2 separate regions of the Mus musculus genome follow, and region 1 is linked to region 2. Evidence: chromatin contacts called from public HiChIP or PLAC-seq data. All regions are on one chromosome and are shown on one strand. The core of a region is the stretch at or near the end of the contact, and the rest is flanking DNA. Distances in the headings are between cores, read along the strand shown.

The links. HiChIP or PLAC-seq counts read pairs in DNA pulled down with a chosen protein or histone mark.
Region 1: a contact with region 2 is called in an HNF4G HiChIP or PLAC-seq map of pancreatic cancer cells. The contact joins the promoter of Chmp6 here to the enhancer-like site in region 2. A contact is called at or near these places in 4 of 484 Hi-C or Micro-C datasets (CD8 central memory T cells, embryonic stem cells, nephron progenitors and 1 more), 4 of 115 datasets of contacts at active chromatin or transcription factors (bone marrow-derived macrophages, embryonic stem cells and pancreatic cancer cells) and 3 of 9 other capture datasets (adipose tissue, liver and pancreatic islet).

What each region holds. Positions count from the first base shown.
Region 1 is chr11:119,912,007-119,918,065 of GRCm38.p6, forward strand. Chmp6 (charged multivesicular body protein 6) reads left to right here and starts at 1,804. Exons shown (of 8, transcript NM_001085498.2): 1 at 1,804-1,931; 2 at 3,407-3,516; 3 at 3,626-3,713; 4 at 4,019-4,105; 5 at 4,675-4,740; 6 at 4,923-5,003; 7 at 5,978-6,032. The coding sequence starts at 1,869. Gm39485 (a long non-coding RNA gene) reads right to left here and starts at 1,806. Exons shown (of 3, transcript XR_003949830.1): 1 at 1,370-1,806.
Region 2 is chr11:119,814,200-119,820,642 of GRCm38.p6, forward strand. It overlaps Rptor (regulatory associated protein of MTOR, complex 1), which reads left to right. Exons shown (of 34, transcript NM_028898.3): 11 at 2,879-2,980. Among named protein-coding and RNA genes, the nearest start is that of Rptoros, 17 kb to the right of the region's middle. Within about 2 kb of position 3,687, at least 44 of the 459 cell types and tissues checked have an H3K27ac peak or open chromatin away from gene starts, as enhancers often do. A contact at or near this core is called in bone marrow-derived macrophages and pancreatic cancer cells, where this site is marked.

The sequences.
Region 1 (6,059 bases), core at 554-3,053, 96 kb after region 2:
CTACAGAGTGAGTTCTAGGACAGCCAGGGCTACAGAGAGAGGAAAATATCTTTAAAATAAGTAAGTAAATTTTAAAACCATATTTATTCTTAGCTTGTAGGCTGTATAAAAAGGAGAGGGGAGATCAAACCGGTTTGACTCACGGGCCATAGTTGCCAAATCCTGGCTTACAGACGGAAAGAATTCAGACATTTCCAGCTCTGTATTGGCAGAGAACTAGGAAGAATGTGTGGAAGCGCTTCCAGAGTGTTATGGTAGAAACAGAACCCTCCCTGGGCAATAAATACTCCTAGCTAAATGGTTGCAGCCAGCAAGGCACTGGGTACTGTGGGCTGTTGCTTGACAGACTGGGCCTCAGTTAGTGACTCTGGGATGTCAGGGCATCCTAGCACGGAGTAGACAAGAGTGGACAGAGAAAGTGGGTGATTTCAAGGCCATCTTGGTCTGCATAGCAAGTCCCAAACCAGCCAGAGATACCCTGGACCTGCACAAGACCTCTGTCCCACACCCCTGAACATGCCCTTGGTTAGGGCATGAGAACCACACAGGTCGGAAGCTCCAGCCTTCTAGTAAGTTCTGCCCCAGTACTGCCCTTTATAGTCATGTTGACCACAGGGACAGGGTACCATTACTGCGATTTTATGGGGCCAGTTGGCCCACAGAGCATTGGAGACTAAGATATGACAGCTAACCATCAAAGTCAGTGGCTGAGCCCGATTAGGGCAGCTGACTGTACAGAGAACCCTGGGATAAAGGGTTCCTGGCTAGTTAGAAGGCCCCTTGGAATCAAATCAAAACAAAAAAACCAACCTCTAGAAACTGCTTCTAAGTGACAGAAGGAGCTAGAACCCTAGGTCTGGTAGCCAGAGCCTGCCCCAAGTCCTTACCATGGACTTTACTCTCAGCCTCTCGTGCTGTTCTTAAAACCAAGTCAAGACTGGGAGCCTCTTATGCCTAAGGAGTCACAAGAGCCACTGCTGCGACACCGGAAAGCCCCCTCCATGCCTTCTGCCCTTGTTTACTGAAGGAGTTGGGGGTGGGGGAAGGGAAAATGCAGGCAGTTCAGGAATCAGAAGAAGCTGCCTGCCGAGGGATAGCCACTGGCTTTACTGGATTCATAATGTGTTGAGCCTGAGGCTAAGACTGAGCCCTTCGTTCAGAAAGGTGTAAATGAACAAGAATGCTTAGTAATTGGCCCAGCTGCTTGTACTGTCTGCCTCCCGAAGGGATATTACCCGGATGATTGCCGTGGGGAAGGAGAACTCCCCTCCTAGCAAAGGCATTGAATTCAGGACAGTGGCGCCCTTTTTGGGGCTGTTAGGGTGTAGAGCCCCACTCATGAGTGTCTTGTCCCCGCCCCCTGACTCACCAAGGGCCTACAGAGGGCAGGTGTGATCAGAGAATCCCTGGGGTTAGTGTGTCAGTCCCAGCAACCGGGCTGACTCAACGGTAGCCTAAGGACTGTCCACAGTGAGGAAACTAGGGGACGAAGGTGACAGCGCCGAATGGCAGGTGAACGCTGGTGCACACTTCTCAGCAAGCACTTGTAGGTCCAAAACACTGGGTGTGTGTATGTTCTGCGCCAGCGGGGAGGGGGGCGTCGGCTGGGCGGTTTTGAAAGTCAGGAAGCCTGATTTAGGCTCACTCCTGTGAGGTGCTCTGAATTAATCACAGTCCCATCTGATTAGCTGAAAGGCCGAGGGAGGGCGTTCGCATCGCCTAGTAAGTCCAGCGGTGCGCTGCGCTAGGGACGAAGCTGCTTCGCGTTCTGAGGCGCGTGGCTCCGCGCGGCCGCCGTAGGTCGGGCGGAGTACGGTGGCCGCAGAGCGGCGGCTGCGACGGGTTCGGCCGGCCGGCGCGGGGCCGCCATGGGCAACCTGTTCGGCCGCAAGAAGCAGAGCCGAGTCACCGAACAGGACAGGGCCATCCTGGTGAGGGGCCTACGGCGGGCAGGGGGCCGGGCCCCGTGGGGGAAACTGAGGCGGGAAGCGGAGCGGGCCGCGCTTCCGGTGCCATGGCGCGCCCAGCTGCAGACTCCTGGACCAGCCCCGGCTCGGCCCGGAAAGACCGGGATTGTGTCTCGGGGCTGAGCGCCGATCCGTGAGAGAAGGTGCCAGGAAGGAAGCCTGTGGCCTTGGCCTTGGAATCCCAAGCCATAAGTTATTGAAAGTTCCTAGAAAAAGCCCCCAGATAAAGATCCCGTGGGCGTGGCTTTCACTAAAAGTCTCAGCGTGATTCTTACTGGGAAAGGGTGCTCGTCCCCCATCTCTGCAGCCTCTGTGTGAGCTGGAAGCCCCCGAGACACTCGTGTCTCAGGACACCGCCCTCCATCTCTAAGTAAAACTGTCACAGAGGTGGGTCCTGCGGACAGGACACACCTTGTCTGCTCCTCTGTGGAATTCGGAGGCTCAGGACACCACTGTCAAGCACACATCTGAACAGTCCCAGAGCGCCAGGCACCAGGAAGGAAAGTGCCTAGCTCCAGGTGCTGCTGCTGCCACTGCCTGACCTGCTCAGATTGCTTGGTCTCCAGAGGCACAGTCTGGCCATCCTGCAGCTCCATTTGGTGCCCCTGTCTCCCCAGGCAAGATGCCTGATGCTTTGTAAACAGCTGGCAGAAATAACCACCCGAGAAGAGCATGGGTAGCCTAACTCAAGGTCTCCAAACCTAAAGGGTGGAAATAGTGAGCACTCTCTGTCATGCAGTTGATGCCCACCGTGGGGCAGACCCTGTAGAGGACACTGGGTGAAGGTGGGAGACCCAGAACCACACCCAGGCCCATGCTCAAACACACACACACACACAAAACACGCTAGCAGAGCTCCCCAGCTAGCCTGTTCTCCTAGGTAACCTACAGTCTATGGTGAATGGTTTCTCACTAACTAAACCTTAAAGGTGCCCATGGCCTTCACTTGAAATAGTCTGCCTCAGGGTTTCATTCTGTGTGTGACATGTGCCCAGGGCCTGTACCTGTTCATCATGGCTCCGCCTGAAGGGTCGGCATTTGGACACAGAACAGAAATGGGCTGAACAGGAGGACTGAGCGCACTTGGCTAGTGGCTGGGGAGGGGGAGGCAGAAGATGTCAACTTCAGACCCTTTGTTACATTTGAGCCTCCCAGGGCCTGGTGGCCACAGCAGTGACCCACAGAGTTCAGGCTGATCACAGCCTCATCCTCCTGTGACTGAAGAGGATGAAAGTCTCCTCCTCGGCACAGTGGGCCTTGGCTTGGGGCAGGCCAGTTGCAACTGCATTGTAAGGCTGGGGATGTTTCTGGATGTTGCTCCATATCTTTGGGTGGCAGAGGCCACTGCTGGGCAGGGTTACCTGGCCCTTCCTGACCATGCTGGTGAGCGCCTGGCAGAAGGACCCGCTGACCAGCCTGCACTCTTGCTCTCTCCCCAGCAACTGAAGCAGCAGAGGGACAAACTGAGGCAGTACCAGAAGAGGGTCACGCAGCAGCTGGAGAGGGAGCGGGCCCTGGCCAGGCAGCTGCTGCGGGATGGCAGGAAAGAGTAAGGGGCACTTCCTTCCCCGGGCTAGCATGGTGTGTGTGTGTGTGGGGGGGGTGCTTCCCTGGGGCTGAGCCAGGGCCAACTCTGACACCGTGGCTTTCCCCTGCAGACGAGCCAAGCTGCTGCTCAAGAAGAAGAGGTACCGGGAGCAACTGCTCGATAGGACAGAAAACCAGATCAGCAGCCTGGAAGCCATGGTAGGCAGTGGCCAGGAGCCTTTGCTGGGAACCCGAGTGCTTGGGGGATGGGCCTCCCCAGGGTGGGAGGTGGGGAACAGGTCAGGCTGGTGACTCCCAGAGCTGGGGTAAGAGCTTCCTGGTTTGTCCCTGCTGGCTGGAGCCACTGAAAGGCAGTCAGCACCCTTGGAATGTCCTCCAGGACATTCTCAGTAGATCTCAGCCGCCACAGCAGAGACCAGGAAGGGTAGGACCAATGACAGAAGCCCGTCACTCGGCTGGTCCAGAGCCAAACAGGGCTTCTGACCCCTGGCTGCTGCTTTCAGGTTCAGAGCATCGAGTTCACGCAGATCGAGATGAAGGTGATGGAGGGGCTACAGGTGGGGAACGAATGTCTGAATAAGATGCACCAGGTAGGTCTTCGTGGGGCCTGGTGGGCGGGTGGGTGCAGCTGCAGGGCCCAGGAAATGGGAGCGAGTTTGCGCCAGATCAGGGCCGAGTCTAGCTGGATCTGGATCGGGGGATGTTCCAGTACCTGGCTGTGACCAGTGGGATGGGAGGAAGGTGTGGCACAGCGTGACCTTTGAGCAGGGTTCACTGGTGCCGAGTGCCAGGGAGTGCCTGCCTGCCCACAGAGCTCAGGAAGCAGCACTGGGTGGTGAGTGGGCCGGCCTTTAGCTGCCTTCTGGGTATCTGAGTAGGGTCTGGGGTGCATTGTATCAGGCCGGCATCTGTATTGTACTGACTATAGACAGAGGAAGTCTAGACACCACGCAGGAAGGATTTCCAGTTTTGACCTGGTTTACTCTCAATTGTCGGGGTTGTTCAGGGCCTGGGAAGGTCTGGGCAGTGGAAGACTGGTCTGGCTCAACGCCAAGGGCAGGCCCACTTCCCTGGCTTTGCTGAAGGAGAGACAGGATGAGGGTGTGGCCTTGCTGTGGGCTGTCCTCTCCCTTGCTGAGCAGCTCTGAACCTTCATCAGGTGATGTCCATAGAGGAGGTGGAGAGGATCCTGGACGAGACCCAGGAGGCAGTGGAGTACCAGCGGGTATGTGTTGCTGGGCACAGGCTCACCCATTTGTGATCACCAAGTTGGCATTTGTGTGGCGATCCACTGCTTCCCGGGGGAACCCAGAGGCCCAGTTGGAAATACCCTTCACAGTCCATTCATGTTCCCGGGGGCACCCAGAGCCCCCCCAGACACGCCCCTCGATACCTCTCCTTCCACAGCAAATTGATGAGCTGCTGGCCGGAAACTTCACCCAGGAGGATGAGGACGCCATCCTGGAAGAGCTGAATGCAATCACTCAGGTACAGTCCCCAGGGCTGTCTTGTCCCCTGGGGGATGGGACCCTATGGGCCTCTGCTTGGTGGTGTGTCCCACTGTTGTGTCTGAGCCCAGAGTCCTGGTTTCCCGATTCCCTTCCTACGGTGATTCCTTTGTACGGAAGCCAAGCAGCTTCCACACTCCGTGCGGCGCTGAGGGATCTGTGCAGGAGTGGTTTGGAGTCTGACCCGGCAGTTTGCTGCTGGCCGGCACTCGTGACCCATGTGTGGACTGAGAGGAAATGCTGAGCCTGGCCTGCCCAGTCAGCATGCGCTTTCCTCCCCCGTGACTCAGTGGAGTCTGTTCACCTCTGCACTCCAGGCCCTCGGGGTCCTGCTGCTGCGGCAGCTGTGTCTGCCCCGTATCCAGGCTGCGAGCTCTGTAGCTACCATACGGGCATGGCCTCTGCTTCCCAAGGTTCCCCTGTGTCCCCAGAGCCACCTCCTGTCCTCAGCCCAGGAAGACTGTCTGGGAAGTTGCCCACTGGGGCCTGTGACTGCCCACCTGTTAGAGCCAGGAGCCCTATGAGGTGCTGGGAGGACAGGCCGCCTGCGGGCGCTCACAGGGCCGCTCTCCACCGCAGCCCTCTAGGATTGCTCCCTCAGTGCTCCTCAGCAGAAGCCTCCTCGCCCAGGACTCAGCATAGCCTGAAAGCCTGCTTTCCCCGTGGGCCTCTGCAGGCCCTGCCTTGTGAGCTGACATTCCTGAGAATAGCTCCAGGTCTCCGGGGACTCTGAGGACTCTTGGTGTAGCTCAGCCCCTGGAGTGGCCTGTCACCTCTAGTGGTCATCTGTAAGGACGCTGTAGCTCGGGGGAGTGCAGGGCCAGTCATCTGAGCAGGAGTCTGGCGGCTGCTTTGTCCCTCTGAGAGCAGCTAGTGAGCAGATCCAGCCCTTGAGAGCCAGGGCAGCCTGTGACAGCACACACCCAGCTCATGCCTCACCTGTGCTTCTTGCAGGAACAAATGGAGTTACCAGAGGTTCCGTCAGAGCCGCTCCCTGACCGAAACCCAGGTATCGGTATCATTGCGTTCTGTGTGT
Region 2 (6,443 bases), core at 2,437-4,936:
TGGCCCAGGGACTGTGCAGCTTGAGGCAAAGGGGAAGTTAGTCATCCAGATCAGTCTAAAATGCTGCAGTCGTGAGGGCTAGTCATTCTTCCTGTGTTATACTAAGGTATTTACCTTCACTGCTGAGCCCTCTCCTGCACTGTCCTCTGACCTGGCTGACCGCGTCCTGGGTGTGCCTGGGAGCACAGTGCTGATTGCTGAGGTGCTGGTAGTGTGTTTAGTAGGTGCTACTAGATACTATCCGCAGCGGCCTTGGTTTGTAGCCCTTGTGCTGTACAGGATCTGGTTCCATGCGCAGAGTGACATGTGTCCCCAGTGCTGGCAGAGTGTGGTGTCCTGTCTTCTGTCTTATACATCTTCCTGCTGAGCTGGTGTGGATCTGTTGATGTTCATTGTCTCATTGTGGATGAGTGTCTCTAACTCTGCAGACGACATTTTCATGTTTTACCTTTTCTTCTAGTTGAGCAAATTCCTACTTAGTATAACTTTTCTAATGATTGGGGCCTTTACTGCCTTGTCCCTTGGCTTTAGCCCCACAGTTAGCAGAGATATGCTTCTCTTCTCTGGTCAGGATTAGGTGAAGGAGTTGGAAGTTTGTTTGTAGAAAGGGTCTAACACCCTTTACTGTGTCACCCCGGCCGGCCTAGAACACACGGTGTAAACCTGGCCGGCATCTCCTGCCTTGTCTCCTCTATGCTGGGAGTACAAGTTCATGCTGCCGCATATGGCTGGGTCAGGAATCACCGTCTCTTTGCTTAGAATGGTCACTCCACAGTGGGCACCATGAAAACCCATGAACAGAAGTTGACTGGAGAGAGTGTGTGATTCTCATTTCCAGGCAAGCACCGGGATGCTGTGGGTTGGAGGGAAGGAGGCACTTAATGAGATTTTAAAACAATTGGTGAGTGATTGCTACTTGAAAATGAGAAAACCACTTAGGGAGCTGCCCTCCAGCTTCATGGCTGCCCTGAGTATGAGCTCTTTTGTGTGAGCTGATGGCACAGAGCCCTGTGACTTTCTGAGTGGCAGGTAAACTTCATGGCCCTCACGTCACTGGGCCTTTACTGCAGGCCCTGGGCTCTGATGGGTTCTCAGAAAAGGCATGCTGCAGGTTGGAGGCGCAGGTCTTTCCCCTAACGACCAGGCTCACAGGGGCGCTGCTAATGGACACAGCCATCTCCCCTAGGGAAAAGAGAAAGCCCTCTACCCCAAAAAATGTGCATGGGAACAAGACACTGAAGCATTTTGAACTGTTTGGCCCGTGGAAGGCAGCTCTGTGGGGCAGTGTGTTTGACGTGCAGAATGAGAAACTGCACAGGCGTCTGACCTCTTGCTTCTCAGTCCCTTCCAATCCTGTTGTCTCCCTTCGTCCCCAAGCCACCCCTTTCCTGTGAGTGTAATGCTAGCATGGGAACAGAGGGATCTTGGCGACTCCCTCCCAGCCTCTCCAGTGCCCTCTGGGACTCTGACTTGATGAACCTCCATGATGATCAAAAGGCCCCAGCTCTTCTCCATGGCCATTGGCTAGGGTGTTGGTGCTCACTGTGTACTGCCTCCGCCCCTCGGCTACTCTGCCCTCACCTACGCAGCTATTCTTCATGAGTCCTTAGAAACTAGAGCACAGTGTGACTACAGACATGGCCTCAGCTCCTCTTCCCTCTCCTTGCTACCCGTTCCCACCACACTTCCCTCACAGGTCTGTGTCACGCTCCCCTCAGAAACAGGGCAGTAGGCAAAGTCCAGCATTCTCCCATCCAGCTCACACAGCCGGGCAGCTCACACAGCCGGGCAGCTCACACAGCCGGGCAGCTCACACAGCCGGGCAGCTCACACAGCCGGGCAGCTCACACAGCCGGGCAGCTCACACAGCCGGGCAGCTCACACAGCCGGGCAGCATGCTTTGCCCTGCTCTGCTGCAGCGCCAGCCTTCCCACAGTGCCCTCACTCCATGGTCAGTGCCCCACCTAGCTCTCTCCCTCGTCTTTCATGATGCTAGCCTTTCACTCCATGCCCACCCCTGTCTCCCTCTTTCGAGCTGCCTCCTTCCATAGGGTGTCTGGCCTGGATCCTCCACCTTCTCTCTTCTGTCCTGTCTCCTGGTTTCTGTTGTGTGTTCGAGCTTGCTGTGCTTTGCTGTATCCAAGACAGTATTTAAGATGGCCTCTCCATCTCTGAAGTAACCCACAGCTGGGTCCTAATCTTCATCTTGCTTGATTCATCTCATGTCCAGTACTGCTGAGTACATCACTGACCTGGCTTCCAAAGCCCCACATCCATATGATCTTGCTCTATCTTCACAACGATTCCCTTCACCATTTTCTTGGAAGGTTCCACCTGTCTCCTTGGCCTCTAATAGTTAGAGTCAGTCCTGGGTCCCTTCTCTAGAGCTCAACCACAAACAAACAAACAAACAAAAAAAAAAACCAACAACAACAACAAAAAAACAGGCTAAATATGGTGCACACCTGCAATCTCAGCTCTCAGGAAGCTGAGGAAGGAAGATGAGGAACCGCAGACTGGTGTGGGTAGACAGGGAAACTCTCTCTCTCTCAAAATAATACTCACAGTGATAGTGAAGAAATGGTGGTTCTGGAGACATGGCCTCGTGTTCCTACAAGTCGTATGTGCTCTCCTGCAGAGGACTGGGGCTCAGGGATGCAGTGACCCTCATAGCTACCTCTTATCACACCCTCCCTGATGGTTGACAGGCCACACATTCAGATTTCCTCTGTCTCCTGTCAGGCTGTTGACAGAGCCCGTAAGCCCTGCGCCCTCCAGCTCTGTCCATTGTGGTCACTGCCTTGTCAGGACTGAGGGGTGAGGGAGGGCGGTGGAAAGAAACCTGCCTCCCTAACCGACTCTTTGGCTTTTCCCACAGCACAGCCCATTCTTTGCCGAGCAGCTGACAGCATTCCAGGTGTGGCTCACAATGGGTGTGGAAAACAGGAGCCCCCCAGAGCAGCTGCCCATCGTCCTGCAGGTCAGTCGCTTCCCACAGACCTAACTGAGACACCTGTTCCTCAGGAGGCGAGCCGGGCTGTGCTTCAGGCCAACGGTACATCGATGTGTTACATCTGATCTGAAGTCAGATGCTTGCTTACTCCCAGCGGCCTCCTCTTGGCAAAGCCACTGAATTCCCTTTTTCCTCTCCCAATTAAATATAGATTGGGATAGATCACCACTCCCTCCTCCTGCTTACATGTTAGGAACTAATGAAGTGTCACTGCCAACGAACCTTGCTATGGTGCAGAATCTTGGCATCACCACCTCCTTCTGTTTGGAAGGACACGAGATAAAAGTTTGTCCTGTGAGGAAAGGGTGAGGCCACCAAGCAGATCCTAACGGGGCTATGACATCATTTCCTGACCAATACCAGAGCAGCACAGACAGACCAGGTCCTTGCTGTGGTCCTCAGAAAAACAGGACCTTCTCTATGTGTCAGCAATTCATGTGCAAACTGGTCTGGTTCTGGGGGACCCATTTACTGCCTGCTGACTGAAATGACATGGGGCAGGGATATGAATAGTGGATTTGTCATCACAGTTGGGTAGATAAGTCACAAAGATTGTGTCTCATTAAATGTGTGTTTGTGGGAGAAACTGATAAGCTAGGCTGTGACTAAGAAAAGACCTTTTACTCGGGAACCATTGACTAGATCAGATACCTAGGATTGGCAACTTACTGTAAAAGCCAGAAAATACTATTTATCAAGTTTCCAGGGCAGTTGAGCTCAGGCAGAAGCTGTGGAAATCATGAGGGTGTACCACTTGGAAGGTTAGGAAGCCTGTATCTCTGGAGGAGCAGAGGGCAGGCTCCCCTCTCAGTGGGAGGGGCAGAGCTTGCCAAGGGCCAGGGATGGGGCCATCACTCTCCAAAGCACTCGTTATAATCAGCCAGACCCATGGTCTGATTTCCACCTGCCTAAGGACATTGCCTCGCTTCTTTCAAAGAAGGCCTTGTGTTTGCTCATTAGGGCTGCTAACCACATTGTGTGGACAACCCTCCATCTTCACTGTGCCAAATGCTCAGAGCAACTGTAGCTCAACAGTGTCTCCGCAGAGCACAGTGCCCTCCCCACCCTACCCCATCCCCCACCAGAGCCTCTCCCACAGCACAGCCAGCCTCCCAATCTCAGGAGGTGATTCACCTATCCCAGACCTTGGGTTTCTCCCTGTCTAAAGCCCCGGTAATCTCAGCCAGCAAAAAATAAATAATATTTTTTTAAAAAGGCAAGAAAGAAGAATGCATGTAACATAAAGAGTTACCAATAGCCTGTTCCTCTTGAAGTGGGAACTTTGTAGAATGGCCTTAGGTCAAAGAGAGGTAATGCTATATTGTTACGTCTTTTCTGAAATTATAAAAATAATTATCACTGCTCCTCTTACATGTGTCTAGCATAGTTTTAAGAAAGTTCTGGAACTGCAAGAAGAGCTAGAAACTAACCAAATGTTTCCACAACAAAGCAAAAGTAATGACAGCAGGACAAGGCCTGGGGAGGCGCAATGCCTGCGTGATTCCAGTAAATGGCAGCAACCCTGGGTCACCTGGGTCACCACACCACTCTCTCTCCACCCTGCCTATTATTGAAGCAGCACAGCAGAGTAGCGCTGGTCCTCCCCACAGCAGGGCTCCAGGGCCAGGCATGTTCATCCAGTTCTTTGGGGTCTGGCAATAGTCCTTTTGTAAATGGCTTTTATCGACTTTATTTTTCATGTTCCATTTACAACCCACACTCTCAGGGTAGGGGAAGACCTCTAGAGCCAGCCTGATACCAAACATGGAGCAGTAGCCATGAGAGCACACACACCATCTTCCATGTGCTCTTTCAGACAGAAGTAAGCAGCAGGTCCTGTACCACACAAAAGGCTCTGTCTCCCGGGCCAGGTCCCCTATGACTCAAGGGGCGAGCCCTGAAGAACAGACTTGGGGTAGACAAAGAACGGGATAGGAGCTAGGGAATGCAGGGCTCTGGGAGGCCCACCTGGCCTCACTCAATTTGCTACTTCCCTGGCTTTGACCTGAAAGCCTTTATTGTTTCCAGAGCCTGGGCCAGCTCTGTTAGAGAAGGAGAGAAGATCTTAATACAGACTGCAGTGATTCCTTTCAGGAAATTCCCATAGTGAACTCCTTGCATCCAGTAACAGAGGCGTTAGCCGCAGTAAGAGGCTCCATCAGGCTCTGTTGAGTTGTAGCCCCATCAAACAGTAACATGGACCTGACCTCTCCCAACCAGCTTCAGGATCCTTTCTGCCTTTTAAAAACAACATCAGACTGCTATGTCCTCCACTTTGTGACTGCTGGCATCAAGAAGCAATCTCAAAGTGTGGCTTTGTATGGTTCTGCCTAGAACTTGCCACGACTGCCTTCCCCCATCAGGGCAGCTGGACAGAGGTACCCAAACAGAAGAAGAAAGAAAGTCAAACAAGAAAGACCAGAATGGATTCACAGGGCAGAGTTTTCTTTTTCTCTCTCTCTCTCTCTCTCTCTCTCTCTCTCTCTCTCTCTCTCTCTCTCTCTTTTCGTTTTTTTTTTTTCTTCGAGACAGGGTTTCTCTGTGTAGCCCTGGCTGTCCTGGAACTCACTCTGTAGACCAGGCTGGCCTCGAACTCAGAAATCTGCCAGCCTCTGCCTCCCACGTGCTGGGATTAAAGGTGTGTGTCACCACCGCCTGGCAGAATTATTCGCTTAACATGGATGTTGTGTATCACTTGTCTTTCACCAAGTGTTTGCTGTTGGTGCCTCTTATTTCAAACGTAGTCTGGGCCTGAAGCACAAGGCCACTGTCAGGATTCAGGACAGTGCGGATGCCACCACAGTTCTGCCCTACATGCCATGATGGTGCTGCCCCTCAGAAGTTCCTGGGTCTCCTGCTGGAGGTGGGAGTCCTGGCCCACCAGAGCCTCAGTTTCTCTTCATGTCTCAGGCAAAAGCCTGAGCACAGTTTATATGATGACGCGAGTATGGGTTACCTTAGCAGGCCCTGCCTGGAGTGTGCTCTTCATTCCTACTCTCCACAGACGAGGAGGAGCCCAGGACCTGCTCACTCCCTGTCGGCAGTGAGTCCCTGCATCTGTGACAGCTTGGTTTTCAGTTGTTTATTAATTTTAAGAAACTGTGTGTGTGTGTGTGTGTGTGTGTGTGTGTGTGCGCGCGCGTGCACATGCATGTGCGCCTGGATGTTTTGCCTGCATGTATGTCTGTGCAACATGTTCACTGCCCACAAAGACCAGAAGAGGATATCAAGTCTATGAACCCAGGTCCTCTGTAAGAGCAGCCAGTACTCTTTCTTAACTATCAAGGCAGATCTTCAGACCCCACTTCTTAATTTTTTGAAGTACAAATACACACCTAAAAAATCCAATCTAGGGCTGGTGAGATGGCTCAGCGGGTAAGAGCACTGACTGCTCTTCCAAAGGTCCTGAGTTCAAATCCCAGCAACCACA